4 separate regions of the Sus scrofa genome follow, and regions 2, 3 and 4 are each linked to region 1. A link is a contact called in public HiChIP or PLAC-seq data. All regions are on one chromosome and are shown on one strand. Each heading gives the region's core, a stretch centred on a gene start, on an enhancer-like site or on the middle of the called end of the contact. The rest is flanking DNA. Distances are from core to core; before and after follow the strand shown. Region 1 overlaps LOC397451 (leukemia inhibitory factor receptor). Region 2 overlaps LOC106506470 (a long non-coding RNA gene). Region 3 overlaps EGFLAM (pikachurin). Region 4 has its middle 210 kb from the start of EGFLAM.

Evidence for each region. HiChIP or PLAC-seq counts read pairs in DNA pulled down with a chosen protein or histone mark.
Region 2: a contact with region 1 is called in an H3K27ac HiChIP or PLAC-seq map of skeletal muscle. The contact joins two enhancer-like sites. A contact is called at or near these places in 2 of 47 Hi-C or Micro-C datasets (heart right ventricle and psoas muscle) and 1 of 2 datasets of contacts at active chromatin or transcription factors (skeletal muscle).
Region 3: a contact with region 1 is called in an H3K27ac HiChIP or PLAC-seq map of skeletal muscle. The contact joins two enhancer-like sites. A contact is called at or near these places in 1 of 47 Hi-C or Micro-C datasets (fibroblasts) and 1 of 2 datasets of contacts at active chromatin or transcription factors (skeletal muscle).
Region 4: a contact with region 1 is called in an H3K27ac HiChIP or PLAC-seq map of skeletal muscle. The contact joins two enhancer-like sites. A contact is called at or near these places in 1 of 47 Hi-C or Micro-C datasets (fibroblasts) and 1 of 2 datasets of contacts at active chromatin or transcription factors (skeletal muscle).

What each region holds. Positions count from the first base shown.
Region 1 is chr16:23,744,824-23,748,169 of Sscrofa11.1, forward strand. LOC397451 (leukemia inhibitory factor receptor) reads right to left here. Exons shown (of 20, transcript XM_021076925.1): 1 at 1,833-3,346; 2 at 786-940. The coding sequence starts at 2,041. Among named protein-coding and RNA genes, the nearest start is that of OSMR, 290 kb to the right of the region's middle. Within about 2 kb of position 1,783, at least 9 of the 83 cell types and tissues checked have an H3K27ac peak or open chromatin away from gene starts, as enhancers often do. A contact at or near this core is called in skeletal muscle, where this site is marked.
Region 2 is chr16:23,958,285-23,961,630 of Sscrofa11.1, forward strand. The region is part of intron 3 of LOC106506470 (a long non-coding RNA gene); the gene reads right to left. Among named protein-coding and RNA genes, the nearest start is that of OSMR, 81 kb to the right of the region's middle. Within about 2 kb of position 1,672, at least 5 of the 83 cell types and tissues checked have an H3K27ac peak or open chromatin away from gene starts, as enhancers often do. A contact at or near this core is called in skeletal muscle, where this site is marked.
Region 3 is chr16:23,583,589-23,586,934 of Sscrofa11.1, forward strand. EGFLAM (pikachurin) reads left to right here. Exons shown (of 24, transcript XM_021076641.1): 19 at 1,739-1,817. Among named protein-coding and RNA genes, the nearest start is that of EGFLAM, 180 kb to the left of the region's middle. Within about 2 kb of position 1,528, at least 16 of the 83 cell types and tissues checked have an H3K27ac peak or open chromatin away from gene starts, as enhancers often do. A contact at or near this core is called in skeletal muscle, where this site is marked.
Region 4 is chr16:23,608,229-23,611,574 of Sscrofa11.1, forward strand. No RefSeq gene overlaps it. Among named protein-coding and RNA genes, the nearest start is that of EGFLAM, 210 kb to the left of the region's middle. Within about 2 kb of position 1,728, at least 31 of the 83 cell types and tissues checked have an H3K27ac peak or open chromatin away from gene starts, as enhancers often do. A contact at or near this core is called in skeletal muscle, where this site is marked.

The sequences.
Region 1 (3,346 bases), core at 533-3,032:
TATTCTATCTCAAATTCTCTATGTAAGTGGCTACTAAAAAGGTTTTTTTCTTTAATTTTTACATAGAGTTGATATGATATTCACTACAGCAATAAAGTATAAAGCTATTTGTATAAGACAAAACAAAACATTAGAAACACATTAGAAATCATCAGCAATCATAATAAAATTATTTAGCAGTGATGTTGGGGGAAGAGAAGATTTGCTTAATTGTGGAAATAATATAAAAACTAAACTCAGAGGCAAAAGGATGAAAATGTTCATTATAGAGTAAGCTAGGTAACACCCACCTACACAACATTTCTAATATATTTAAACAGGATGAAAACAAACCATATATTATTTAAAGCTGATATTTAGATTTTATTTATGTGACATTTTGAAATTACAGACAGAAAACAGATCATTGCCAGATGGAGGGGGGGATGGGAGGGGCTGACAATAGAAGAGCATGAGAAATATTCTGGAATGAGGCAACTGTTCTGTATCTTGATTGTGCAGATGGTTATATGACTACATATTTGCCAAAACTCACAGAACTTTATCCTAAGAGCGTGAATTTTACTGTATGTAAGTTATACCTTAATTTTTTAGTGGGAAAAGAATATTTAGAGCTATCTTTTATGGGCCTTTTTAAAAGAAACCAAAAAGTACATTAAAAAATAACAAAGAAATGGATTTTAACAACTATCTGAAGGGTTCAGTAAAGACCCAATATTGCCTTTTAATCAAAACAGTAATGACACTGCAATCAGCTCATTTTCCCTGACTCTGGATATACTTACTTTTTTTCTGGCTGTTTACTTGACTCATTAAATACATAAGAAGAAACATTAATAAGAGCCATTGGAAATCGGAAGTCGTCCTCATTCTCCTACTGTCCACCATCCAGGATGGTCTCTTCAAACGTAAGGAAATCATTTGTGAAATGCAGTCAGTCCTGTGTGAGAAGAAAAGTTTCAAATGGTGTTCAAACTGGTCCAAAAGCATCTTTATCCTGTGTACATCAACACTGAAAATGGATACCAACAAATACCAAAACATACTGCATGTTAAAACCATGGAGACACTAGATTCAGCTGCCCCGGCTCTAGGAGACATGATGACTGGACACAGCTGTTGCTCTGGGATGCATTAAAGGGTCAGTTTTCAAGATTATAACTGAGCACATATTTATCGACACTCCAGTACAGAGTACAGAGAAGCAGTGCATAAAACTGAGGTTCTGATAATTTTAAGTGATATGTGAAATGGCTTTTTAAATTTAAATTAGTATATATTAACTTTTAGAGTTACTTATGAAAAGTATTATTGGTATTCTTTTCCACAAATACTGTGATGTAAAGTTCCTATTTCTCATAAATTTAAATTATTTAAATCCCCACCTTCAAGGAATTTAGATGCTAGTTCTAGGGACACATACATAAGTAAGAAATTTAAGATCCTGATATGACTTTAAAAACTAGAGTAAATCAATAGGCATGAGAGCGAGTGAGTGAAAGTCTGTTTTCTGAGCTGGGATCTGACTGATGAGAAGACGGTCATGATAAGATCACAGGAAAGGACAGTAAAAGCAAATATAGAGATCCTAAGACAAAGGCAGCTTATCAGGTTCAAAGGTCAGGAAGAGGGTGGGCTGGTCAGGCCACATGGGGCATCAAAGGGATACCGAAGATTTCTCTAGCTGCTACATAAAGAACAGACTCTAGGGGAGGACAGAGGCAAAGAAACCATACTCCACACGAGATAACTGGTGAGGACCGCAGTTCTAAGGGCAGAGGTGGTGAGAGGTAGGCAGTCTCAGGATCTGTTCTAGAGATGCCGGGTCTTACCCATCCATTACAGGCAGGACAGTGTGGTGCTTATGAACACACACAGGCTCTGAGCTCCAGCTTCTGCACTTAGGTGTGACTGTAATCTCTCTGTGCTTCAGTTTCCTCAACTGTAAAGTAAGGATGATAACTATATTTTGCTTGTAATTTTGTTGTGAAGATTTAATGAGTAAATATATGGAAAGAACCTGGAATAGTGCCAAGCACATATATGTGTTGTAAGTGTATTCTGTATATTATGTGAGGTGTAGGGAGAAGAGAGAAGGCAAATATGCTACTAGATTTGGTGGAAAAAACAATGCTGGCTGGATAGTGGGGCCACTCAAATCCTCTCTGGGTGCATGAAGAAGGAGGCAGTGATTTATGAGGGCTGGAGCTAAAGGGTTTGAAGATCTATTTATGGAAGTCAACTTTGACCATGCTCCTATTCCCCACTCCAACAGAAGTGTTCTCCTGCAGAACATTAAAGAGTTGTTAGGGGGCAGAGCAGCTAACAAAGACATGGTGCCAAGAAGGAAAGCCTTCTACACCTGACACAGGGATTCCTCTGAGTAATGGTGTTCTGTCCACTCTTGCTGAATGAAGGCTGCCAGCCAACAAGTCCTCCCTACATGCTAAAAACTCCTTGTCACACCTAATATTGCCTCATTTTGATACTGGAATAGACAATTGGAGATCATAATGAAAGATCCAAACTTATAAGCAAAGCCTAAATCATTAAAGAGAAACTCAGGATAAGCCGGATCACTAAGAAGAAAATAAAAATTACTCCCAGAGGAAATAGGGATTATGTGAGGAAGAGGAAAACTTAAAAACAAACAAACAAAGAACAAAACAGAAAACTGCCTCTAAATATTATTCTGAGCAGGCACAGCACAGCCATAAAAACAAGAAGAGAATGCAATGAAAAACGAATAATCAAAATAAATGTAGCTCTTATATGTTAAATACATTGGCTGATATTTAAAAAAAAATTTTTTTTTTTTGTCTTTTCTAGGGCCACACCTGTGGCATATGGAGGTTCCCAGGCTAGGAGTCTAATCGGAGCTATAGCTGCCAGCCTACGCCAGAAACACAGCAATGCGGAATTCCGAGCCACATCTGCGACCTACACCACAGCTCACAGCAACGCTGGATCCTTAACCCAGTGAGAAAGGCCAGGGATCGAACCCGCAACCTCATGGTGCCTAGTCAGGTTCGTGCCATGATGGGAACTCAGACACTAAAAAATTTTAATAAACAGATAAGTGACAGTGAGTAATCTTTCAGAATAAGCAAAAGGCAGAAATAGGAAATGTGAGACAGGATGTGAGAAATGGACTTGACAAAGGAAAGGTGATCCAGCATCTAAATAACCGGTGTCTAGTAAGAGAATTCAAGAAATGTTTTTCTTAGTGAAAGCAAATGGCCGGATGACTGGCTGGCTATTGGTGAGTAGTACCAAAACTCAAGAAATGAATCCCAAACTGAGCAAATACTCATAAGCAAAGCACACATGAGGCATGAGCACACAT
Region 2 (3,346 bases), core at 422-2,921, 210 kb after region 1:
TTTTGGTTGCTGCTCGACACTGTTTCAATCCCTGGCCCAGAACTTCCACACGGCGTGAGCAGGCAAAAACAAACAAACAAACAGACCAAAAAAAAAAAAAAAAACAGCCCAGGAGCCTACAAATATATTTTTATTTGATCCTCAGAATGATTTTACAACACTGGGAAATATCATATTAAAAAAAAGAATTTTCAGAGTTCCTGTCATGGCACAATGGAACCAAATCCTATTAGGAACCATGAGGTTGCAGGTTTGATCCCTGGCCTCGCTCAGTGGGTTAAGGATCCAGCATTGCTGTGAGCTGGGGTGTAAGTCGCACATGTGGCTTGGATCTGGCATTGCTGTGGCTGTGCTTAGGCTGGCAGCTGTAGCTCCAATTGGACCCCTAGCCTGGGAACCTCCATATGCCATGGATATGGCCCTAAAGACCAAAAGAAAAAAAAAAAAAAAAGAATTTTCCAGCTTTTTTGGAAAAATTCTGAAGCTGTGGCAATGCTGCATTTGTAATCTTCATGGAAAAACCCACCAGACTGAGGAGAGACTGTCCTGTTATGCAGGACATGCCCTCTTCAATTTGCCACAGCCCTGGATACTCTCTGGTGCCTTGAACCTGGTCCACTTCTCCAGGTTAGGTTACTGGCCTGGCGGGTGATAAAGTTACCTGGCGGGTGTTTAATACCCCACAGCACATGCAGTTGGGGCCCGTGGTTTAGGGGGTTTGAGGACGAGGGCTAACCCCCTGGTTAGTCCATTTCTCTTTCCAGCCCGTGTACATGGTTGAATTCAGAATGGAAAGACCTTGTAGAACAGCCTGAAAATCAGGAAGTCGGGAAACAAAGGTGATGCCCCCAAAGAGCTGTGAGCAGCAGAGGAGATTCTAAGAGGAGTGCAGGGGAGGCTGCGTCCTTCTGCCCAGCTCAGGTGTTGGCCTTGGACTCTCACCTGCATGTGAGCCCCTGGGGTTTGCAATACCAGCTGACAGAAGCCCTGGTCCCTGGATTATTTAACTCAGCACTGCAGCTGCTGTACACTGTCTGGATTCTCTTGAAGACATTAATACATATCTGGCAGTACCGACTCAAGTCATATTCTGGCTTGGGAGGATTCTGGAAGAGCGCTAGAAGGAATTTTCCATGCCAAGTTATGTAATCCAGGGTCTACCACAAATCCTGGCCCACGATCGCTGAATAAATACTCGTTGAAGATGAATGAACCTTGTGCGAGTTACTTTTCCTCCTACTTCTATAAAGCGAGGGGTTTTCGCTGAGCTGCTCTTTAAGACCTCGTGCAGCTCAGACATTCTATAGTTCTATGGATTTCTAAGTATTTCCAGGCAAAGTCGAGGTCAGCAACCAGGGGTCTCATCCATTTCCTGGGCAGAGTAAAGCAGATTTTAATGATGTCAGAAAAAAGAAGCACGAAGGCTCTGATTTTCCACCGCTGAGCTGAGATAATGCCATTAGTCATAGCTGTGTTTCTCAGCATTGGTGTTGGAGCGGGTCGATCAAGAGCGTTTACATTTTGCATATGAGTGGAATTTATTTGCCAGAAATGAATTCATCAGCAATTTGCCTCCAGGACTCGAGAAACGTGGCTGTAATGGGTATGATATACAGGTGAGGCCAGCCTGCACAGGCCAGCCAGGTGGCTGGGGCTGCCCAGCTGCCATAAATGAAAGAGCACTCCCGGGCCCCTTGCCCGGTGACTTTCTCCTGTTAGCCTGCTTCACTGCCTAATATCCCCACGATTAGTCACACCTTTGAGTTAAGGCCTTGAGAGTTGGTCTCCAGATGCTCCAGCATGCGAAGAGGGATTTTAAATCAAAACATTTGTATTCATTACCATTGGAAGAGTCATTGTCTCAAACAATAATGCTGATATTTGCAAATCTACTATTGAGCACCCATCCTGTACCAAGCACCCTATACAGCACCAAATGCTTTTTCATTTCATCCATGCAACTCCCTCCGTGACAAGTAGTATATTTATCCCTGTTTATAGGCCTGGCAAGAGCCAGAGGTCATACAACTCAAAGTGGATTCCAACCCAGATTCTATATTTTCTCTCTCTCTCAGGTTACTACTCACAGTGCAGTGCACAATCAAATGCACAGCTGGATGGATATTTACATACATATCATTATCCAACCATCACTCAGACCAAGACAAAGAATACTGCCAGCACCCCAGGGGGCTCCCTGTGTCCGCTCCCAATTAGTCCCTCAGCACCCCTCCCCTACAAAGGGTACAGAGGCCTACTATCTACCTGTTAGGCCACTTGAAGGGAGGTGCTAGCCCAGGCAAGCTCAGGGGAAAAATGGTCCAAGAAAAAGAATATTAGTGAATGGATTAAGAAGATATGGTATATATACCCAACGGAATACTACTCAGCCAATAAAAAAGAACACAATAATGCCATTTGCAGCAATATTGATGGAACCAGAGACTCTCATACTAAGTGAAGTAAGTCAAAAAAAGAAAAACACCATATGATATCACTTACATCTGGAATCTAATATAGGGCACAAATGAAACTTTCCACAGAAAAGAAAATGATGGACTTGGAGAATAGACTCGTGGTTGCCAAGGGGGAGGGGGAGGGAGTGGGATGGACTGGGAGTCTGGGGTTAATAGATGCAAATTACTGCCTTTGGAGTGGATAAGCAATGAGATCCTGCTGTATAGCACAGGGAATTATATCTACTCACTTGTGACAGAACATGATAGAAGATAATGTGAGAGAAAGTACATATATATATATATATATGTACGTATATATGTATGACTGGGTCACTGCTGTACAGTAGAAATTGACAGAACACTGTAAACCAACTATATAATGGAAAAAATAAAAATCATTTAAAAAAAAAAGAACATTGGGAGAGGGCAGGGTAGGAAGACCACAGGACAGAGCTGTCTCTGGGGAGAGAAGAGGGCTTGTCTTTAGGCGGCAGTGGCCCCTGCAACATGCCCAGCTACTGCCCAGGTGGCTGGGACATCCCACAGCGTCTCCAAAGCATGAGGACCTAAGCGTGCAGAGATCATTGCAGGAGTGCAGGTCCTGCATATTAAGTGATGTTGGTCTCTTCCACTGCCGGGAACCCCAGTGGCTAACAAGAAACAGAATGCTGACAAATGAAAAGGAGATGTGTTTGCTGGCACATAGTCCATGGAGTGGGAAGACAGGCCAGCGCAGGGCTCCCACAGGAAGTTCCGAACCCACTTTCTAATTCTTAGTTTAGCTATCATCAACTCTTCCCAGATCCAAGGTTGTGTTTTCACTTTGCCGTGTTTAAATGGAGCTTCTCCTCTTGTCTTTTGTCTGCCCTACAGTTCACACTGCTCGT
Region 3 (3,346 bases), core at 278-2,777, 160 kb before region 1:
TGGTATTTTCTTTTCTCCTTTTCCGGTGTCTCCTTAATTGGAGCTACAGCTGCTGGCCTGCGCCACAGCCACAGCAACGCCAGATCCAGATCGAGCCACATCTGCGATCTCCACCACAGCTCACAGCAATGCCAGATCCTTAACCCCCTGAGCAGGGCCAGGAATCGAACCCACAACCTCAGGGTTCCTAGTCGGATTCGTTTCCGCTGCACCACAATGGGAATGCCGCTTCTTCCTCCTATTCACTTTAACCAGAGGGCGACAAGTGGGGTGGGCCAGAATTTAAACTGCCCGAGCCTTTCACTTCTGTCTCTAAGAGACCTTCTGGCCCAGCGGGCCCTTGTCCTGGCCTCTGCCTCTTCAGAGGACATAAAGCAATTTCTTGTATAGATACCTCAGAAATTGTCTTTTAAATTTTACCTCTCTTCCTCTGCTTTTCTTTTTTTCTCCCTTTCTTTCTTCTTTTTCTTTTTTATGAAGTTTGCAAACATGCTGTGTGTGACCTGCCCACATAGAAACTTATACTTGGGGGCCCAGTGTCATTAGGTTTTGTGGTGTGCTGTTACCTCTTCTTTCTTTCTTTCTTCCTAATGTTCAGAAGTTAAATTTAAACTCTCTGGTCATCCATAGTGTCCACAATCACACATTTTTCTTTCCTGGGAGTGGAGTCCTTAGTTCAGTGTCTGCTTTGCACCAACCACATATTTATAGTTTTGTGAAACTATAACTGATTTCCTCAGCTGGCTTATTTGCTCTCGTTTTACACATTTCTTTGAACATGAAGTTCATTCTACCTTAATTTCTTTATACTCCCATTTCTGGGTCTTTCAAAAGAGAAAAGAGATATTGCTGTTACGTCTTTAGAAGAAATGCCCTGAATTATCCCTAATTTGTGACACCAAACACAACTGCTTAACCTATTCTCTTGCTAACTGGTGGAAGAGGGTGATTCCTCAAGAAAACGAAGTGACGAGAGGTTGGGAGGAAGGAAACACACTTGTAAAATATTAGAAAGTAAAAAGTGGGCTGAGGGCCAGAAGTGAGGAGGGCCAGACTGGTTCGTGGTCTGTTGCGCTCTGAGCTGCATGAGCTTGGGCAAATCCTTGGTGGTTCTGTGCCTCACTTTCCTCTTCTATAAAGTGGGGACAACCACCCCTCCCTTCCCCCATGCCCCCCACTTCTTCAGGTGATTGCGATGAAAAGCTTGTGACATTGACATGGGAAGGTGGCTTGCAAAAAAAGTCAAAACCTCGTCCCTCTTATTTCACCAGCATCTGAGGTCATGGCTAAAGGGGTTCTGGGCCAGATTGGCTTCAAATAAAGAAATCCTGTGGGGAGTTTGCTGGGGGATTGTTTTCTCTGCCTCCCTAGAGAACATAACACAGTTATTCCCCAGCTGCTCCCCACGTGACCCAAGACCTGCTCTTTGGCTTCCAGGAATCGCTGGGCATGGTTCAGGTTTCAGCATATTGCAAGGCCTTTTGGTAATGCTGAAGCCAGTAGCAGTGGCAGCCAGCCCCAGGGAGGGGACAACGGGGAGACGCCAACTCCAGGCCTTCAGGTCCCGCAGCCCCGAACCGGGCCAAGTGCGTGTGCTGCCAAGAGGAAGGGGCTGACAAGCTGATGAATGTCCTGTTTCCAGGAGCTGGCTTTCTTTGTGTTTTCCTGCCACGGGGTTGAGGGCTGGGGGTCAAGAGAACTACAGACCATGTAACCTCCGTTTTCTCTTCTGTCTCAGCCATCACGGAAGCCATTGAGATCCCGCAGTTTATCGGCCGCAGTTACCTGACGTATGACAACCCAGCCATCCTCAAGAGGTAATAAGCTTCCACCAGCATCTTCCTTATCTCCTGGGGGGGGGTGTCGATTTCTCAGTCTCTTCCGCAGAACTGTTCCTTATCTTGCATGCCAGAAGATAATTCTCCAAGAAGGCACGAGAATTTAGCCACAGTCCCAGGGGAAAAGAACACACAAAATAAACATAGAAACTAGAACAAAACAACACACACGAAAAAAAAAAAAAAACAAACTCAAAAATGCAGCCTTTCAAACAAGCGCCTGACAAACAACTCATACCCTTTCTGGTCAAAGGGCATGGAGAGAAGAGTGTACCCAGACCCGGGATTGCTACCCTTCAGGCTTTGAGAAGCAGTGAGAACTTGATGCTCCAGAAGGCAGGGTTACATGCACTTGCTTCCCCAGCAGGCAGTCAGCTTCCTGCTGTGCTATGGCCAGGGTCTGCCTGGAACCAGTTGCAGAAGGGTTCTGGTGCGCCTCCGCCGCATAGACAGCTCCAAGTCCATGTCCCACTTCGTGTTTTCATCAGCAAGGTCCACTGTCCTCTTCAGGCTCTTACCAGTTCGATGAGGGGCTCCTTAGCTCTCTTCATGTGGAGCATGGCCCAAGGAGATGCCCGAGTCACAGCTGTGGCTCTTTTTTCTTTCCTTTCTGACTGCACCCATGGCATATGGAAGTTCCTGGGCCAGGGATCGAATCCAAGCAGCAGCTGTGATTTACGCCACAGCTGTGGCCACCCCGGACCCTTAGCCCCATGCTCCAGGCTGGGGATTGAACTTGAGCCCCTGCGGAGACAATGCTGGATCCTTAACCTGCTGCTTTACAGTGGAAACTCCACAGATGTGGCTTTTAATTGCTGGTGGCAGAAGCTCCAGCCCCACTCCGAGTCCAAGCTCCTGGTTTGGAATAGCCAACTTACACGACAAGAGAAAAATGGACTCTAGGCAGAATCTTCAATCCAGTGAGTCTCCTCTTTGGCGCTTTTGCTTTGACCTTTTCTCTTCCTTCTCCTTCCCCCAGCTCTTTGTTGTTGATAGCCTGCCACCCCGCACCCACACCATGGTTCTAAGATTTTTTCCATCCCCTTTAGGTTGCTCGCATCTTCACAGACCAAGGCACTTTAAGCCAAAAAAGTATCCAGTTCTTAGGGTGGAATCTGGTGGCTTTTCAAGGAACAAAAGTGGTTGAGAGACATTATCCTGGGCACTGGATGTCCCTCTGAACACATGCCAGACAGACAGGGCTTTGTTTCTCTAATCCCACATTGCATTTATCGAGGTTATCTTTTATTTATTTATTTTTTTTAATTTTTTATTTTTTTGTCTTTTTGCCATTTCTTGGGCAGCTCCTGTGGCATATGGAAGTTCCCAGGCTAGGGGTCGAATTGGAGCTGTAGCCAGCCGCTGGCCTACACCACAGCCACAGCAATGCTGCATCCGACTGCGTCTGCAACCTACACCACAGCCCACAGCACCACCGAATCCTTAACCCACTGAGCAAGGAGGCCAGGGATCAAACCCACAACCTCATGGTTCCTAGTCAGATTTGT
Region 4 (3,346 bases), core at 478-2,977, 140 kb before region 1:
GGTGGGAGAGGAGGGGGTGCAAAAGGGACTGGAGGGGGACAGGTGACATGAGGTGGAGTCAGGGCAGTAAAGATGCTGTGGATGAGAGGGCAGCAGCGTAGGGCAGCTGGTCACAGGGGAGGCTCAGGGTAGGAGAACAGGGTAAGAGACAGCATAGCCCAAGGTGGGGTGAGTGAGCTCTTGGACCCTCTCAGTGGCCAAAAATCAGGAGATGCAACTTAGAGCAGAGGAAGTTGGGAGGATATAACCCTTGTCCTGAAGCTGAGGGATCAGACCTGGGTTCAGATGGGCAGGAGAGCTAGCCCGGCGTTGTGGTCCCCCCGACCCCACCCCACCACCTCCATTTCCTCTGTGAATGTATCTGCTATCTATTGCCACAATAGTGCTATATGACAAATGACCACAAAACCTCAGTGGCACACCACAAGACATGCTGCCTGCTTACATGCCTTGAGTGGTCAGCTGGGCAGCTCTGCTGATCCTGGCTGGGCTTCACTAGGTGGCTCTGGCCTCAGCAGGACTTGTTCACTCATATAGGGTGGCTCGCTTAGCGTGGCCATGGCCGGGATGGTGAGGTGACTTGGGTCTGCTCCAGCCTCCTCCTGGGACCAGCAAGCCAGCCTGATGTGCCCTTTGCATGACCACAGGGGAGGCCGAGGGCCCTGGAATCGAGGTCTAAGGCCTTTTCTAGCCTAGGTTTGGAAGCACCTTGTGTCACTTCTGCTACATCCTATCAATCGGAGTCCATACATTCAAGAGATAAAGAAACGCCACCTCCATCATGATTACAGGTCGCCTGGCACAGGGCCTGGGGTACAGAGGAGGTGGAAAATCAGGGCCATCAGTGCAGTCAAAGCCCCACAGCAAGTCCTGCGCTGTTGAGGGCGGGGCTGTGAGAGGAGGAGGGAGTCCGCGGCTGTGGTGTGTCCGTAGGACCCTTGGAGCTGGGAGGGGTCCTGTGAGGTTGCGATGACAGGCCCAGCCCGGGGTTGCAGCTTCGGCTCCTCCAGCCCTGCCTACTGCACTCCCGTTTTTCCATTTTTCTGTTCTCCGGCCTGTGGCCTGATACTTGTAGGCCATGTTGTTGTGCGGAGGAAGGACTGGCGGGGGGACAGGATCTGTGTCATGGCTTTTGGGCAGCAGCTCTGCGCAGAAGGCCAGCTGGGCTCTTGGCTAGATGGAGAGGTTTGAGGAGCAGCCAGGGAGCGTGGAGTTGAAGGCAGCCCCTGATGGCTCAGGAAGGATGTCATGAAGCATAGGTCCCTGAAAAGCGTTTGTTCCAGTCAGGAGCTGAGAAAATTCCCCAGAACTTCCCGTGTGTTCTTGAAGCAAGGACGGCTGGGGTGGGGTCAGAGAAGGGAACGTTCCTGCTTTTCCCGCTAAACCTGACTTTGACAGCATGCATTTCCTCTAAGCCCAGCTTTGGGATCTCTCTCACGAAGGTTTGTGGGCTCTCTTTGGTCCCCAGGCTGCTCCAGAACCCGGGAAGCGGCAGCTCGGGCAACCCTGCCCTCAGGCGCCACTCTGAGCAGCTGTGCTGCTCTCCTGCCCTCTTGTTTGCCTTCAGTTTCCAAGCCCGGTCCTGCCCCGTCTCCAGGCCCCTTGGACACGAACAGGCCCTCTGGTTTCTACACACAAAGGGCCCTGGTTTCAGAGGGACCGGGGCTTCCCTTCCCACGTCCCTCCTCTCCTTCCCACCAACCCACCTCTGCTCCTCTCCTGCTTGCAAGGAGCTGCCTCCTCTCCAAGTGGGAGGAAGGATCTCGGAAACGTGCCCGGAGCTGGCAGGCCCAGTGCTTTCCATTTGGAGGAAATGCTGCATTTTTCACCTTTCACCCAGAAAAATATGGTTCTCAGCAAGCTTGTTTGTAGCGCTGAGAGTTCCCAAAGGAAGGAGAATAGGGAGTTGGGGAGGGGGTGCTCACGGCCCCTCGCAGGGCCCGAGGGCCAGCCCCCTGCCCCCGAGGCCGAGCTTCCCGGGGAGGGAGGCACAGGGGCAGCCTGCAATGGCCCAGCTGCTGGGGAAAATGAAGGCGGAGAATTCCAGCTCCACGTGGAAAGCTGAGTCATCCTTTAGGAGACCAAGCATTGGCTGTTTCACGTTCCCTTCTTGGCCTCTCCAGGAACACACAGTGGCTGCCCTTGAAGGTGGAGGTGGGGGTAGGCGGGTGCCGGTCCCTTAATGGAGAAGGGTTCTTTTGGCTTATCTTGTCAAAAGCAGGGAAGAAGTGCACCAGGCCTGCCATCCAGAAGGAGCCCACCAAAAAAGCAAATACAAACCAACAAACCGAAAAAGGAGTTCCTGCTGTGGCGCAACGGGATCACTGTCTTGGGAGCACTGGGACGCAGGTTCCATCCCCGCACAGTGGGTGAAGGATCTTCCGTTGCTGCAGCTGTTGCTTAGGTTGCAGCTGTGGCTCAGACCTGATCCCTGATGATATGGTCAGGGAACTCCTTATACCCCAGGGGCAGCCAAAAAACAAACAGAAGGAGCCCAGAAGTTCCTGTTGTGGCGCAGTGGTAACGAATGCAACTAGTACCCATGAGCACTCAGATTTGTTCCCTGGCCCTGCTCAGTGGGTTAAGGATCTGGCGTTGCCCTGAACTTTGATGTAGGTCTAAGATGTGGCTTGGATCCCGCATTGTTGTTGCTATGGTGTAGGCCAGCAGCTGTGGCTCTGATTCAACCCCTAGCCTGGGAACTTCCACATGCCACGCATGCGGCCCTAAAAAGCAAAACAAAAGCAAAAACAAAAACAGAAGGAGCCCAGAGGGGAGAGGGCTGCCAGCAGGGAGTCAACATCGGAATCCAGAAAAAGGAATTTGGGCTGCTTCTGCCCACTCCACCATAGTTATATCACCAAATGGAGGAGGCAGGGTCATTCAGCAGCATCGGAAGTAGCTTTTTCTACAGCACACGTGAAACAGACAAGGGCAATATAAGCAGCCCTGCCTAGGTCAAGCATTTGAGGCTGAAGGCATTTAAGCCAGGGGTCTTCGTCCAAGTGACAGGCTGTCCTTAGGAAGTCCCAGCTGATAGGTGGTGCTATTCAGGCAGCAAAATGACTAATCCAGTTCAACAGCCGGGTCTGGCTTCTGAGAGAGACCCTGTGAGTAATTGCACTTCAAACTCATGTTCAAAGAATGTTCACATATTTGATCTCAACAACAGCCCTCCTTTGATGATGGCAGGAGCAGATGGCAAGGCCAGTCTGACTTGGGAGGATGGAGGCTGGCCGGAAAGGCCAAGAGACTTGCCTGTGGTCCCACCACGAGGACACAACATGGTGCTTCACTAGGGACCTTTCTGCCCCTTACCCGACCTTCAGTCAGATGCAGCGGCCCA